2 separate regions of the Arachis hypogaea genome follow, and region 1 is linked to region 2. Evidence: chromatin contacts called from public Hi-C data. All regions are on one chromosome and are shown on one strand. The core of a region is the stretch at or near the end of the contact, and the rest is flanking DNA. Distances in the headings are between cores, read along the strand shown.

Region 1 (5,932 bases), core at 1,568-4,067, 67 kb after region 2:
ATTATAATGCATAAATTCTTTTAGAATTATTAGGCCATGACCCATGGCTAAGTCCAAACCTAATAGTATTAGGTTAATAATAAACTAACCCAGAAAATAATTTACCACAAAAATTTTGATAAAACACAACGGATAGTAACTTAAGATGAATATAAGAGAGTTATTCTGAATCTAACAAACCCAAGGCAATTCGACCCAAGTATATATTTATCGGTTTTGTTTTTTTTTTTTTTCTCTCCATTAGCTTTAACCCTTGAAATAGCATAGAAGTTATACCACTTTATTTCACCAGACAATGATAAAGTTGATAATCAAACTCATTCAAACCCCACGAATTAAATAGGTTATTGATCCGTTTACTTTTTATCTGTTTTAATTCATTGATTTAAACAAATATTTAATCTTATATTTTTGATAGAAGTGAATGCTAAGGAACTATTAACTAACTAACACTTTTAATGTAAAGACAGATAATCGACTAATGTTGACTCAAATGTAAAAGGCACATAAAGAAAAAATATTGATCATCGAACATTTCTTTCCCAAATGTGTTAGCTCTACAAATTCAACCCATTTTGACATTGTCAAATGGTCCTCGTCTTATATCAATTTTTCTAATATTGTTATGGCATTATACTTGGGAATTGGGATTTCAAACAAGTCGCAAGTAAAACAAAGGAAAATACTAGTGACAAAATATTTCATCTACATCTTTTACTCCTTCCATTCCCCAATGATAAAGTAACGTTAACTTTATTAATACATTTGGAATTAATTATGAATTTGATATCCAAAAGATTTAACCAATGATAAAAAAATTCATGAAAGATGTTAGTAATAAATCAGTTTTTGAATGATTCGAAAATACAACAAAAAAGATCAACAAATATTATATTGTTTGTAAATAACAAAAAAGTTTTTATATTTAACAAACAACTTATTTATTAGATATAAATTTTTGTAATAACATTTAAATAAATATTTTAAAAATACATACAAAAATTCGAAGCAAAATTCAATTTCAAAATTTTTTTATTTTTCAAAAAGTCATTCACAATAATTTTTTAAAAAAAATTACCAATTTTTAAAGATAAAAAAACATTTTTTAATAATAATTCTAAAAATCTGCATCAAAATTTAATTTTTAAAATTATTTTTAGAATATATATTTAATATCTAGTTCTTTTGTCGTATTTTTAAATCTGTCGATAACTTATTTATCATTCATATTTTTTGCAATTTGTTTTGTCAATTATGCAAACTTTCAAATACTGTTTTGATAGTTTACTCGTACATTTATAAGTAAATGTATTCGAATATAATGTATGTTTATATCAAAATACAATTTATATAAATGCATCAAAAAAAGTCGAAAATGACTTATCATATCAATATGAAATTCAAGGAGCATGTCAATGGAATCCTTTGATTTGCCAATAGATAGGAGATAGAAATAACAACAGAGAAAATATAGAAACTTAGAAAGTAGAAACATTAACAATCTTAGCACAAATAATGAAGTATACTAAATACTACTGACAAGATATATTGTAATATGACCAAAATACAGTCAATGAAACCTCAATGTAATTCAGTTAGTTGACACCAAATTATGAGACTCCAAGTTTGGTCATCTCAAAATAACCACAAAAGCAGCTAGTTAACTACAAACTATAGACAGTTTTCAACCATTAAGAATAATACCTATCTAGCGTCAGGTGTTTGATATCTCCTCAGCAATGTCAGAGATAACTTTCTCCATGTCAAGATCCTTCATTGGTTTAAACGGACGTTTCATGTCCTGAAACAAAAGCATGGTTAACAAATCAAATATGCATTGGTTCAACTGGACAAATAAAAAGAATTTGGGGTCTCTTTTAATTGGCAAACAACAAATATGCAGTGAATGATACCGATATCATATCATTTTTCATTCCGGATGGTGGCTACCAACAGGGGAAACGAAACTAATGTTCTGTATATAACAAGGGGAACAGAACAGAGTCACCGAAACAGGGGTAGGGAAAAGTTGGAAAAGGAAAACCACTTGGAGTGGAGGACGACGAGGCCAACCGCCAGCAATAGCAATGCTGCAGAGATGTATTTAGGGTATTGCCAGAAAGCTAGAATACAGATACTTGACATGACATTTGTTTAATAAGACGCACATTTCAGAAGGTCTCGCTGACACACGATACACAAAATAAATTTATTTAACGTTTTGTTAGATAGTAGGACACAGCTATTAGATGAGACACATTTTTAATACAATTCTGTCCCTTCAAAAGTTTTGAAATTTGACTTTGTACTGTCATCACTTTGATCACCAACAACTTCCTCGTTAGAGATAAAATTAGTATTTGATGACAAATGTGTTCATATTTCCTTATTAGTGTCTTAACAATCAAACAGACTACAAGTATTCATGTGCATCTGTATCTATGTGCATATAGCATTTGGTTGCCAACGCACATCCTCTTGTTAGTTTGATGAGACACAAATTTGATGAACACGGGAAGATACATATGGACACAAATATATAAAATTTTGTACCACATTTAAGTTGAAACACAAAGACATAGACACAAGACACTAATTTTTTTTTCCTTTTTGTCCTTGAATAATTTTTAAATTTCAATTTTAACTCTAAATTCTAATAATGTTTCTTCCTCTCTCTCTCTCCCCCTCCCCCTTCCCTCCTCCATCTTCTTCTACCACTCCCCTCTTCCCTCCATCACTCCCCCCTCTACCACTGCTGATGCCGCCAGTTTTTGCCATTCGTCTCTATCACCCACCACTGCAACCGTCACAACGCCATCGTAGAGTCGTCGCCGTGCACCCCTAGCGGCCCAACAACTCACAACGCTGTCGTCGTCCACCCTTTACGACCCAACATTTTACGACCCAACATTTCGCAAGGCCCACCCCTGGCGACATAGGAACACTCATAGCCCCTTGCCTACTCACCTTCCTCCGTTTCACAACTACCATCGCCTTCCAACAACTCACAGCCGCCATTGCATTCCTCTATCCTTCTATTGCTGTCACCCCATCTCTCATTCTTTCGATTTTTTTTTTATTTTGGTTGATTGTTATTATGATTACTGCCTTTCCCTCTCTGTCATTTTTTTTAAGAAATTTATCAAGATTTTTTTTGTTAACTATAGATGATGATGATGATGATGAATTTGATAGTGGTAGTGATGATAGTTGTAGATGATGGTGGTGATAGTGGTGTTACGGATGGAGGATAAATTTAGTATTTTGATATGAATGTAAATTTGGTGTCTTGTGTATATTGTTACCAAACATGTGTATGTTTATATCTATATCTTTGTGTCTCTGTCCACTGCATTGTGTCTATTGTTACCAAACGGAGCATTTATGCACAGACACATGCACATGAATACTTGTAGTCCGTTTGATTGTCAAGACACTAATAAGGTAAAGGGCAATTGGAGGAGATCTGGCAGTGGTGGGTAGTGAAGACAACTAAAACGAAGCATATCCAAGCGTGACACAAATGCCGTGTAACCCGTGTGACAGACGGATTCTAGTAGAGGAGGGAGAGTTGGTAGAGGGAATAAGGAAGAGAGCGACTAGAGTAGGAAAAAAAATGTAGAGGAACATGAAGACAAAGGCGACGGGAAGGACGATCAAGTTGGAAGAGGGGCCATGATGTAGATTGCTACGAGATGGATGGTGGGAAGAGAGAGGAGGGGAGGTTGACGGGCTATGACGAGTAGTAGGGAGGGACGAGGAGGAGAGGTGGCAAATTTGGGTGAGGGCAAGGAGGAGTAGACAAGGGTGAGAGGAAGGAAGGAAGGAGGAGAAAAGAGGTGGATTTGGGTTGAATGTTAAAGGGTAAAATTGGAAATAAGAAAATATAAGGGCAAAAGTGTCAAAAAAATCCATGTCCATGTCTAAAATCTGTTTCAACTTAAAAGGAGAGATACTAATGTGTGCATTTTTATGTCACTGAGTCCATTAAAAATTTGTCTTATCAAATAAATAGTAAATGCGTGATACTATGTCCATTTCTCAATTGGACATCGACACTGACCAAATAATTCCTAAGGTTGTGTTTACTGTATCAAAACAATGAAGACACAGACATTGGCAACGTTTGGTTGTTGTCCATAGGGATGTCAAAATTTTTCGAGAAGCGGAATTCCTGCGGGAACTGCCCCGAATGGAGATCCGATTGTGGAGAATTTTTTCTGCGGGGATGGAGATGGGGGACAAAATTCCCCCGAAGCATGCGCGGGGACCCGAGCGGGGATCCCCGCCCTGTCCCCGCTATTCCCTGAAATTTATAAATTTCTTAAATTATCCTTAATAGTTTATTTCTCGCATATGTTTTTTAGTCATTTCTCTCACACACACATATATAGAAACTCAAAACTCCTAATCTTTATTTGCATAACCCTTCTTCAATTCAGAGATCCCTAATGCTGTCCATACTCCATCCAACCTCTCTGCAGCCACCCTTCTCATCGCATCGTCACACCTCACTGTGTCATCACCCTTACCGCGTTGTAATTTCTATTTGCGGCGTTCCTTTTTGTAATTCTGTCGTCGTATTCATTCTCCTCTCTGTTGCCACGTCTCCCACCTCATCCACTGATTTGTCCTTTGGCTCGTCGTTACGTCCCCCCTCTTGTGTCATTTCGAAAGAAGTCACTATCGTGTCATTTAGACTTTTTGTATAAAATCTTGCAGTTTTTGTATAAGATAGATACTTGCAGCTCTATTCATATGGAAATTAATAATTAATTAGAACTATTATGTAGATAGGGAATGGGGTCCCCGCAGGGAATGGAGCCCCGTGGAAAATGGGGATGGGGAACAATATTCCCCCACGGTGGGAAATGGGTACGGGGATGGGGAGCAAATCTGAGGGCGGGGATGGGGAGCAGGAAGGCTTCCCCCGCCCCCACCCTGCCCATGTACATGATTAACACACGTCTTCCGGTTAGTTTGGTGAAACACAAATTTGATGGACACAAAAGGGCACAGATGGACATAAATACATCAAATTTGTGTACCACCTTTAATCTGAGACACTAAGACATAAACACAAGACACTTTTTTTTTTCTTTTAATCCTTGAATAATTTTTAAATTTCAATTTTAACCCAAAACTCTAATAGTGTTTCTTCCTCTCTCTCCCTCCCTCTTCCCTCTTCCCTCCTCCATCTTCTTTTTCCACTCCCCTCTTCCCTCCATCACTCCTTCCTCTGCCACCGCCGCTACCGCCATTCTTTGCGACTCATCTAGATCTGTCGCCCACCACTGCAACAGTTGCCATGCATCTCTCACAAAACAACAAAATCACAGCACCGCCGCCATCCAACCCTCACAAGATAGCAATTTGTGGCGTCGTTGCAAAGCGGTCGTTGTCCACCTCTCACGGCCCAGCAACTCACAGCTCCCCTCGCGACATAGGAACACTCACATCCAAGTGCCTACTTGCCTTCCTCCAATTTGCAACTGTCATCGCCTTCAAGCAACTCAGCCACCATTGCCTTTCTCTAACCTTCTATTGCCGTCACCCCAATCTTTCTCATTCTCTATTTTTTTTTTTAAATTTTGGTGGATTATTACTATGATTACTACCTTTGCCTCGGTCATTTTGTTTTTTGAGATACATAAATGGTTATTGTCAAGAAATTTATCAAGATTTTTTGTTAATAATAGATGATGATGATGATAATGAATCTAATCGTGGTAGTGACGATGGTTGTAGATGTTGATGATGGTGGTGGTAGTGATGTTATTGATGAAGGTAAATTTGATATTTTGATATGAATATAGTGTATTGTTGTGTATATTGTTACCAAACACAAAATTTGTGTATGTTTACGTCTATATGTTGTTATGTCTTTGTGTCTATTGTTACCAAATGCATTTACTATTTATTTGATAAGACA
Region 2 (5,789 bases), core at 1,889-4,388:
TACTAAATATTGGTTCAGAGAAGAAGCTAAAGGAAGCGATTAGAGTGGTGGACAATGTGGTCATGGAGATGATAGGGCAGAGGAAGAGGGAGATGACAACGATGACGACGGATCTTAACAAATCAGACTTGCTGTCTAGATTCATGGGATCCATCGAATACGATAACTAGTTGAGAGACATAGGCATTAGTTTCCTGAGTATGAATTAGTTGAGAACAAGTTGAGAATTTTTTCTCGTGAACATTAAATTTATAGAGTGTGTATTATGTAGTTTGAAGTTACAATGTTAGACTGTTAGTATTATGCGAGATATGATGAAAATTATGAGAGAACATTGTCGTTTCCGAATATAGGAGATCAGGGACCATTTTGTCCCCTATTAGAGTTGTCAGGGACTATTTTGTTCTCCGTTAGAGTTAATGGAGTAAAGGACCTAAGTGACTGACGGAATTAATTGTTAGGGACCAATCAAGTAATTAATTTTAGTTGAGGACTAAAGTGTCAAATTTAAAATACTTTGAGGACCAAAATGAGTATATACTCTATAAATATTTAATAATGAGTATGTTTGATTTTTCAAATACGATGAATTAATATTAAAAATTTTTGTATAATTGTTTTTGTTACCATACAAATTAAATATATACAGAATTTAATATTTTAGTTTTAACTTTATCTAAGCTCGATTTTAACTCAATCAAGACTCAAATTTTATCATTACCCAAAAATAATAAAATTTATCAAGGGTTTAGAGTTAGATGAAAATCTAAAAAATAAATCCATCGATATTTAAGAATTAAGACTGAGTTTTGACTAAGATGAATCTAATATCACTTCACTCGTAAACACCTTCAATGTATCGCCACTCTCTATGAAAGATGTAGTAAATACTAAGACAAATTTAATCAGTAGTATTAATGTATATCAAGAAAAAAAAAAGTAAAATTCTGCTAGTATGAATTAATGAGTCATGTATAAATAAGAATTCATGTTGTTAAAGGGTGTGTAATGCATATTTCACATAATTTCAATTCTGTTTTACTATATTTTTTTCGTTACTAAATTGTTTTAAGTTTTTTTTTTTAGTTTTATTGCCTAATTTGTATATATCATCGTCATGTTTTTATTTTCTGTTCATCTTTTTGTTTTGAAATTACATGTTTCAATTCTCTTGAGATAGTAGAGTTTAAATTTCTACTTTTCAATAGCTGAATTATCTTCTAATTCTAACTTTGTCAACAGTAACAGTAATTTTTAAAATATCGTCACATCTGTTTTTACCATTGCATTTTTTATGAATCAATGACTATTCACCTCAATTGGAGACAAACTTGGCAAAAATAATCACAATACTTGATTACAATAAGTTATGATTATCGTTTATAGACAAGATTTACAAGATCTTCTATTAGAAAAAATTCTTCCTCAATACCTTTCTGAAGAAGATTGAATTGCTAGGAAAGAATTTACTCACTACAAACAGCGAAAATAAGATGATTACAATCTCATATCATAGATGCTGGCATCAATGGATCTGAATTTCAAAAACAAAATGGTAGGCAGTGCTTATAGTTTTTAAATATGAAAAAAGATTGAAGATTACTTCGTCGAGTCAATCATGTATAAGATCAAACAACTCAATGCATAGTTGAAACTCAACAAGAAACATGGATTATTTGTCTCTGAGTATGTGTTCAAGATCAAACATGTTGCTGACTCTCTTGCGACTTTAGGAAGCCCTCTTACATCAGGAGAGCATATTGAAGCACATTTAGAGGGTCTGAATTCTGATCATCTAATGCTAATCTTTGCATCAATATAAAAAATCACAAAAAAATATATACTTAACAAAAAATCACCAAATTTTAAAAATAAAAAATTTTCAATTTTCTAACCATACTTGCAAAAGCCTCATCAAAGTTAAATTTCTAAAATATTTAATGTTGGATTTTTTATCGTATTTTAAAATTATTTGACAATATTTTTGTCGATAGCAAAATTAGGGTGCATTTTGTCAGCAACAAAATTATTCGAGTGTATTTTTGGTAGTTTACCCTATTCTTTTAAACAAAGGGTAAAGTACGAAAAATGCACTCAAATTATTTTGGTGCTGACAAAAATATTTTCGAATTTTGTTATCAACAAAAATATCTTTAAATTATTTAAAAACGTGATAAAAATGCCTAATACTAAATATGTATTATTAAAATATATTTTAGAGATTGAATTTTAATGTGATCTTTTGCAAATATTGTTAGAAAAATAAAATATTTCTATCCTTAAAATTTGATATTTTTGTGCTAAATATATTTTTTTTGTCGATAACTAATACTACTTTTAAAAAATAACAAAATTTAGAGATCAAATTTTTATCTAATTTTTTGGGTATTTTTTAAATAATTATCTAAATATTTCTATAAAATTTTGGATTAAATATATAAGTAGTTTGTCAAATACAAAAGTCATTTATTATTTTAAAATAATAATTTTTTAACATTTTTATCGTATTTTAAAATAATTTAAAAATATTTTTATTAATAAAAAAATTCAAAAATATTTTTATCACCATCAAAATAATTCAGATGCATTTTGGTTATCCTTTAAGCAAATTATATTATAATATTTTATCTATATATACCATGAACTAAAATTACTAATATTTTTCTAATAAAGTTTTTATTACTTATGAACTGAATCTAGCCTATACACATTATCCATTATTTCTTAAGTTGTGTAAATATCTTATTTAATAATAGTTTAAAACTCTGTATCCCAATAAGTATATAATGAAATTCTATAGAATAAATGAAAATAATCTCTGAAGAATTAAGATTTTTTTTTTCATTTGTTTTGGAATTGATTTTTCTTAGGATAAAATAGCAGTTTATTCATTTTAAGAAAAGGGTCTGAATCAAAGATTCAGTAGATTAGATCTGATCGGAGTATCGGACAAGAGGGAGTTAAAAGAAGGAAACCCTAAAACGGCGGGAAAAATCGAAGCATTATTGGCGGGAAAAACCAAAAAGTAAAAACAAAGCACCCATTTCCCTTTTTGAACACTTCATCTATTCGCATCGCGTTCTCAGTTTCTTCACTCTTCTTTCTTCGTTTCTGCTCTCTTTCTCTTTCTAGGGTTTTGAAGATGTTCTCTGGCTCCCAGTTCGACGCCACCACCGCCTTCTCCGGCGGCGGTTTCATGGCATCCCAATCCACCAACCTCAATGATTCATCCCCTTCCGCCGCTAAAGTAAACTCTTCTTTCTCTCACTTCTATTCTCATTCTCTTTTCTCAAAGTTTTCGGTTTTTCTCTGAAAAGGAAATCGTCGTAGAAAAAAAAAAAGAAGAAGCTAAATTAGGGGAAAATTATAACAAGGAGAAAGTGTTTTGGTTTGCATCGAAAGCTTAATTGCAACTTTACCTTTTGAAAGATTGTTGGTAATGAAATACTGTGCAGTATTATTGTGTTTTCGCTTGTTAAATCTCTTGACTAACCCCTTTTTTTTTGTGGTTTCGACCTATTTTGACTTTTTTAAATTTTAATTTTTTTTTATAGAGCCGTGAAACTCAGGGTTTGATTCCGGTGACAGTGAAGCAGATAAGTGAAGCTTCGCATTCTGGTGATGAAAAATCGAATTTTGTGATTAACGGTATTGATGTAAACAATGTAAGGTTTTAGCTGCTGTTGTGCTATTTTATCTGTCAGATACTCAAATTTTAATTAAAAATGTATGAACTTGGATTTGTTTGTTCTCCTGGTGATTTTTACGGTATTTTTTTTTTGGTTACAAGTGTGTAGTTTAAAACCGGATCTTGGAAGGACAGAATAAATTTATCTTATTTTGTACTATTTTGACCCTGTGTATTCAGGTTACATTGGTTGGAATGATGTTTGAGAAAGCTGAGAGAACCACTGATGTTAATTTTGTTTTGGATGATGGAACTGGACGAATCAAATGCCGAAGATGGTAAGTTCACATTTTCTAATTTCTATCTAAAATAAATGTTAATACATGTGCTAGTGGCTTTTGTGAACTTGACTATATGAGGCGATGTATTTTGGAGAGCTGAAAAGAGTTTGACTTTCTTGTTGACAATGTGGCTAGGGTCAATGAGGCTTTTGACACCAAAGAAATGGAAGAAGTACAGTAAGTTCTTAACTTTGGATGTTAAAGTGCTTATTGGCAACATGCATAGTCTCTATCTACATCTGTTATCTCTTACCTTATCAAATTATTTAATGATAGGGATGGTATGTATGTTCGTGTTTATGGCCACTTGAAAAGCTTTCAAGGTGTGAAGCAGCTTGTTGTCTTCTCAGTCAGGCATGTGTGCTAGATCCATTTGTTGTATGCTATGATCAATTGTGCCATGGTTCACTTTTTAGATTTACCATGTTAGTTTGTTGCGTGCCAAATGTAATTCCACAGAATGCCTAACTGAAGGCTAAATATTTGGAAAATAAAAAATATTATTATTGGATGATCACTAAAATTGATCCAATTGCTTAGGCCCTTAACATATAGCAGGATTGCAAGAGAGACCCAAAGCATTTGAGCTCAAGTCTCAACCGTTGAATTCAGTAAAAGATTACACTGATTACTGACTTCATTTAGGCATCACCTGCAGCTGTTAGTTGCTTTGATTTGGATGTCTAGAGTTCTTGCCAATCAGCAGGTGTTCCCAGTGAGTTAGGAATTCATTATTAATCTACATTAGGGTGCAGTTTTCCTGGACTGCATTTAGTCATGGCTGCTTAAAGATGTTTCATTAATGGGTATATCAGAACTAGCAGTTACTTTCTCTTGATTGTGTTTGATTTTGCTGGATAAAGTTATATTTTAAGTTGATGTTTAAAAAAAAATTATACAAAGATTAAAAAGCACTGAATGTGTATGCAAGTTAATGCTAGCTGAGTACCTCTTGATTATGTTTGTCTCAGCTGCTGCTGTTAATTGGTTAAGTTTTGAGAATTTTTTTTCACTTCCTTTTCATTTGTAGTTGACTAGTTGATATGAATGAATTGATCGTGGGCTGCCAACCATTCCTTACAGAATGTGTGTACTGATTTTAGTCTTAAAGATGATTTGGCATTATTTATGTTGTCTGATTGAGTGCCTTTACAATCATGCGAGTAAAATAGCCTAGTTTTTGATAATTTTTTAGCTTATTTCTCATTGTCTTACTGGGATTATATGATGCATGTTGTTCAAAACTCTTTGATGGTTTTGGCTTGGAACTTTCATTTTAGATGTTTTGTTGATTGTGATCAGCGTCCTCATGTTTATTTATTTATTTATTTTGCAAATGTTGAACTTTGGGTTGAATCTTGGTTGTTAGTCTATTTGATGGATTTGCATATTTGGAAAATTGATCTGCTAGTTTAAGGTCTTATGTTCTTATGGCATTTTACCTTGACGTGTGGCATAAATACAATCTATGTTTTAATCATTGTGGCCAAATTTTTTATATTTGTAACATGCCAGTTTGGTGTATTGGCTTGTATGATGCTTATCTTGTTTGTGGTGATTTTAACAGGCCTGTGACAAATTTTGACGAGATCTCATTTCACTTTGTTGATTGCATACATAATCACCTCCACACCAAAGTAAAGGTAGGCATGGCTTTTCTATAATGCTAGTCTATTTTCTGTTTGATCATAGTATTATAGCAGTTTAGACTGCATAGACTTTCAAGAATATGATAATTTGAGAATTGTGTGCGCTCTCATACATTATTCCTTTGTATATACATAATAATTCATAATAATTTACAATTTTTTATATGTATT

What was found. Hi-C and Micro-C count contacts between places; a contact is called where the count stands out from the background.
Region 1: a Hi-C map of an unstated tissue shows a contact between it and region 2, with 3 times the contacts expected there. The contact joins the enhancer-like site here to the promoter of LOC112755634 in region 2. A contact is called at or near these places in 2 of 8 Hi-C or Micro-C datasets (leaf and an unstated tissue).

What each region holds. Positions count from the first base shown.
Region 1 is chr6:110,078,149-110,084,080 of arahy.Tifrunner.gnm2.J5K5, forward strand. LOC112755635 reads right to left here. Exons shown (of 4, transcript XM_025803851.2): 4 at 1,504-1,801. The coding sequence ends at 1,715. Among protein-coding and RNA genes, the nearest start is that of LOC112755635, 6.9 kb to the right of the region's middle. Within about 2 kb of position 2,818, at least 1 of the 3 cell types and tissues checked has open chromatin away from gene starts, as enhancers often do.
Region 2 is chr6:110,010,487-110,016,275 of arahy.Tifrunner.gnm2.J5K5, forward strand. LOC112755634 (replication protein A 32 kDa subunit A) reads left to right here and starts at 3,139. Exons shown (of 10, transcript XM_025803848.3): 1 at 3,139-3,247; 2 at 3,555-3,665; 3 at 3,869-3,966; 4 at 4,105-4,146; 5 at 4,246-4,323; 6 at 5,537-5,612. The coding sequence starts at 3,143. LOC140173518 (a long non-coding RNA gene) reads right to left here. Exons shown (of 2, transcript XR_011862672.1): 2 at 2,861-3,309.